Regions from separate parts of the Canis lupus genome. Here region 2 is linked to region 1. The links are chromatin contacts, called in public Hi-C maps. All regions are on one chromosome and are shown on one strand. The core of a region is the stretch at or near the end of the contact, and the rest is flanking DNA. Distances in the headings are between cores, read along the strand shown. Region 1 holds the start of YEATS4 (YEATS domain-containing protein 4). Region 2 holds the start of CCT2 (T-complex protein 1 subunit beta).

The links. A called contact is a pair of places that touch in the nucleus more often than the background predicts.
Region 2: a contact with region 1 is called in a Hi-C map of blood, with 2.0 times the contacts expected there. The contact joins the promoter of CCT2 here to the promoter of YEATS4 in region 1. A contact is called at or near these places in 2 of 9 Hi-C or Micro-C datasets (blood and liver).

What each region holds. Positions count from the first base shown.
Region 1 is chr10:11,723,124-11,725,647 of UU_Cfam_GSD_1.0, forward strand. YEATS4 (YEATS domain-containing protein 4) reads left to right here and starts at 1,267. Exons shown (of 14, transcript XR_005365402.1): 1 at 1,267-1,487.
Region 2 is chr10:11,919,653-11,922,176 of UU_Cfam_GSD_1.0, forward strand. CCT2 (T-complex protein 1 subunit beta) reads left to right here and starts at 1,264. Exons shown (of 17, transcript XM_038549988.1): 1 at 1,264-1,409; 2 at 2,422-2,496. The coding sequence starts at 1,407. It overlaps LOC111097593 (a long non-coding RNA gene), which reads right to left and starts at 1,094. Exons shown (of 4, transcript XR_005365404.1): 1 at 902-1,094.

The sequences.
Region 1 (2,524 bases), core at 17-2,516:
AGAGAGAGAGACAGACAGATAGAGACAGAGACAGAGACACAGGCAGAGAGAGAAGCAGGTTCTATGCAGGGAGCCTGATGTGGGACTCCATCCCTGGAACCTGGGTCACGACCTGGGCCCAAGGCTGGTGTTAAACCGCTGAGCCACCCAGGCTGCCCTCACGTGGTTACTATTGCTAACGCTGCTCTAAACAGCGGTATTTTTTTATCCTTTGGGTAATACCAAGTAGTGCAATTGCTAGATCTAGCACAGTAGGTTTTTTTTTTTTTTAAGGAACCTTCATGCTGTTCTTAATGAGAAAGGTTTAAACGTCATTCTTCTTATGGGAAAAAGCGCAACGTACAGGGAAAGGGGCAGGAAAGTGGATGGGAAAACATTGGGGAAACCAAAGCTGGCGCGGTGGTCTGTCTTCTGAGCGAGGTTCCCCGCGACGTCATCCTCTAAAAGAGTGGGAGGGGGCAGCCGGGGGCTCAGCGGTTTAGCGCCGCCTTCGCCCGGATCGTGACCCGGGATCCAGGGACCGAGTCCCGCAAGGGGCTCCCTGCACGGAGCCCGCTTCTCCCTCTGCCTCTCTCTCTGTGTGTCTCTCATGGATAAATAAATGAAATCTTTAAAAAAAAAAAAAGGGGGGGGGGGGGCGCGAGGGCTGACGTCAGAGCCGGGCTTTGAGAGCCGGGGAGCCTAGGCCACAGGGGCCGGGCCGCAGCGACGAGCGCCCGCCGGCATCTCAGGCTGCAGCCGACGCGCAGGCGCCTAGCGCGGCCCCGATCCCTGCGGGCGCAGCGAGGGAGCCGGCGCCCTGTTCTGCGGCCTGCGGTACCGCCTCCGGGAAAGAGAGCAGGGAAAGGGAGAAGCCGGTAAATAACAAATCGGCGCTTCACGCTCGGAGGGCTGGCTGAAAACGACGAAAAGCTGCGGGCGGGCCAGCGGGGTGTGCGAACTTGACCTCCGAATCGACCCGCACGAGCTCCGAAAGCCAACCTCTGGGTGGTTCCGTAGGCACCGGGCCTGGGGGCGCGTCAGGACCACCGCCACGCCCCCTCCCGCCTCGGCCACGCCCCACCCGGCCACGCCCCGCCGGCTGGGCCACGGCCTGCGCCTGCGCACTCGCGCCGCCAGCTCCCTGCGCCTGCGCACTCGCTCCGCCGGCGCTCCTGCTTCCGTGGGGCTCTCAGCGCGCGGGGCTCCACGCGCTTCCGGGACGCCGCCTCCCGCCGCCCGCCGCCCGCCCCGCCGCCCGCCTCCCGCCGCCTCCCGCCGCCCGCCTCCCGCCTCCCGCCAGGACTTGGCCGCTCGTCGGCGCCGCGCCCTCGCTCCGCCAGGAAGCAGCCGCCTGGGCCCCGCGCGGGAGGAGCGTGGCCTCTGACGGGAGCGGCGACCCCGCCGGCCCCGGTCTGTTTCCCTGGCGGCGGCGGCGGCTTCTTCCGTAGGACAATATGTTCAAGAGAATGGCCGAATTTGGGCCTGACTCCGGCGGGAGAGTGAAGGTCAGTGCCCGGCTCGCGCCGCCGTCCGCGCGGCTCTCGGGGCGGGGGTCCCGGTCGCGCCTTCTCGGCCGGGGCGTGAGCTGCGGCTCCTGGACGAGCGCGAGGCAGCGGCTGCGCGGGGGACACGGGCACTCGGTGGGGCTTGGGTTGCGTTTCGGCTACGACTTGGCCGGCTCTGCGCTCGCCTCGTCCCGTGATGGCGTGACGGGGGGCGTGGACGTTGCTGATCCGGGCCCCGCGGCGGCCTCGCCAGGTGACCCCGTGCGTGTGCAGGTGGGGCCTGAAGGGCGGGCGGGGAGCGGGGTCAGAACCGCGGCCCCGCGGCCCCGCGGCCCCACGGCGGCCGCCGCCCTAGCATCAAGGCTCGGAGACGACGGTCACTAAGGTTCCTTTTCTTTTGCAAGTTGGTCCGCACGGACACATTAACTCTCCCACTTTCTTTAAGATTTTGTTTATTTATGCATGACAGAGAGAGAGAGAGGCAGAGACACGGAGGGAGAAGCAGGCTCCGTGCGGGGAGCCCGACGTGGGACTCGATGCTGGGACCCCGGGTCACGACCTGGGCCGAAGGCGGCGCCAAACCGCTGAGCCCCCCAAGCTGCCCACCCTCCCGCTTTCCTACGTTGCCTGGCATGTTGGCTTTTTTTTTTTTTAAGACTTTTTTTTTATTATTTATTTACTCATGAGAGACACACACAGAGAGAGGGGCCGGATAGAGACACAGGCAGAGGGAGAAGCAGGCTCCATGCAGGGAGTCCACGCGGGACTCGATCTCGGGACTCCAGGATCGTTCCCTGGGCCGAAGGAAGGCGCTAAACCGCTGAGCCCTCCAGGGATCCCCTGGCACCTTGGCTTTTAAGGCAAGACTATCTGGTTCTTGATGGAACAGCTGTGTTTACAACCCTTCTCTGATTTTCGACTCATTGCAGAAAAGGAAATTTCTCTTTAAAATGAAGGGAGGGGTATCCCCTGGTGGCTCAGCGGTTTAGCACCGCCTGCAACCCAGGGCGTGATCCTGGAGACCTGGGATCGAGTCC
Region 2 (2,524 bases), core at 14-2,513, 200 kb after region 1:
AAAAAAAAAAAGGGAAACACCCACCAGTGTTAGCAACTGCAGGTAAGTCCAAGCACTTGCTAAGTGATCCATTCATTAGTCAAAGGGAGAAAAGGGGATCAGTCGGTAAAAGACAACTAATAGATTTTTTTAAAGCACAAGCATTTTACTGCAACCATCCTGGCCGGTTAACTTCAAATAGAAAATTTTGTCTTTTATTTTTATTTATTTTTTTGAAAATTTTGGTTTTTATTTTTCTTTATTTTTTGAAAGTTTTGTTTCTTAATAATAAAACTGAAATATGTGGGATCGACCTTAGTCTGTACCAACACATCATGTAAGAGTTTACTAGTCGTCTCTAGTAGTGGAGGGGAGAAAAGGAGCAAAATGTAAGCCCTGAAAATGAGCAAACTGGGCACAGATCTCCACCAGCCTTCACAAGACTGTGTCCTAGACAATGTCCCATTAAAAACCGCTTTTTAAAATGCAATAAAAGGAGCGTAAGTTCAGAAACCATAAACGAGTGAGAAAATGTTGGGAAGAAAAATTTTTTCTTTTTGAAGACTTCCGGCTTCATTTTATACTACTTTGGCATGGACTGTATTTTCAAAATGGCTTTGTTTTTGTTTTTCTTGGCAAGTTTTATTGTGAGTTTTCTAATTATGAAGCAAAATCTCTTTTCTCCAATATGCTTTATGTGATAGTATTTAAAATTGCTGTGAGTTATTATGTCAAAGAAGTAATTGGCCTTTCTGAGCTGATTTTTCCATCTTTTATAATTATCTTTATTAAAAAATTGTACTTAGAAAAAAAAAGGAGTGTAAGTCTTCCTCGTCACTCAATAAATAACGCTTAAAATTAAAACAGCAATAAAAAATATTCAGTAATATAAGGTAACCCTCCCCCCCAAAAAATAAAACACCTGTCAAACTGCACAGCTTGCACAAGCTGAATGTGGTTGCTTCTGGGGAAAGAAGTGTGGCTGGGGAATTATTTTTTCGTTGTTAGTCTCTAACGCTCGAAAAGCTGAGCATCTGTGATATTTTTAGGGCGAATTTTTAAAGATGAAATTGGGGGGAGGGGCGGAAAACTCCGTTGCTATGGCAACGCGAGGCTCGGCGTCCCCTTTGTTCGCCGCGGGCTCCACCCCTGACGTCGGCCCCGCCCCCAGTGGGCGGTGCCGCAGGGGGCGGAGCGTGAGCCGAAGCCCCGCCCCCTCCCTGTGACGTGCTACGTTTCCGACGCCGTCCTCCGCTCCCAACGGCTTCCCCGCCCTGGCCCAGAGGGCGGCGCCAGGCGGCAGCGGCGCGCGCCGGCCGGGCCCCGCCCCCTGCGGTGGAGCGTGTGCCGTCATTTCCGGCTTCTCTTCCCTCCGGTCCCGGGCGTGAGCCGTGAGGGGCGAGCGCGTGTGCCGAAGCCGCGGAACCATGGTGAGTCTGGCCCCGCGGCCCTGCCCAAGCCCCCCGCCGCCCCCCGCCCCCCGCCCCCCGCCGCCCCTCGCGTCCGCCCTCCCGTCGCCGCAGGCTCCTCGTGTCCGTCCCGCGAGGCCGCCCGCCGCGCATGGCGCGGGCCGCCGGCCGAGCCCTCTGTCGCTCCCGGCGCGGGGGGGGTGGGGGGTGCGGGCATTCGGTGCCGCGTCTCGGGCGGGCTCGGCTGCTCCCAGGGCCCGAGGCCCCGGGCTCAGCCGCGCGGAGAAGCTTCTAGTGCCCGGGGCGGGCTGGCGCGGCAGGCCCCGCCCTCCTCGGCGGGGCGGGGCGGGGCGTGGAGCCGCGGGCGCAGATGGAGGCTCCTGCCTACCTCGGCCTCAAAGCCACCTTAACCCTTTTTTTTTTTTTTAAAAGATTTATTTATTTATTTAGTCATGATAGACACAGAGAGAGAGAGAGAGTCGGAGAAGCAGGCTCCACGCAGGAGCCCGACCTGGGCCTCGATCCCGTGACCCCGGGGTCACGCCCTGGGCCCAAAGCAGGCGCCAAACCGCTGAGCCACCCAGGGATCCCCAAGCCTTTAAAAAAAAAAAAAAATTATTTGTTGATTAAAGCAGAGACACAGGCGGACGGAGAAGCAGGCTCCCCACTGGGAGCCCGACGCGGGACTCGATCCTGGGACCCCGGGGTCACGGCCCGGGCCGCAGGCGGCGCTAGGGCTGCCCCGTGTTCAGCCTGCACAGCCCTCCTCCGCGCTGTGATGTTTACCCGGAGGGCGAGCGCCCGCAGATCCCCTCGTTCACACAGCTTTGCAGCCCCTCGTCCCCGCTTCCGCAGACCTCCGCCCCGGGGTGATGCACAACGTCATTTGCTGGGAGAAGTGCGAAGTGCGCTTCTGCCGTGAACTGACCTCTCTTAAATGCCTACACGTATTTCTAGCAGGAATGCATCAATACGCGTTAAATATTGGTATTCAAGCTGATTGTTGATTTTTTTTTTTTTCTTCTTCTTTCAGGCGTCCCTTTCCCTCGCACCTGTGAACATCTTCAAGGCTGGAGCTGATGAAGAGAGAGCGGAGACGGCTCGGCTGGTAAGCTGCCTTCTCCCATTCTCTAAAA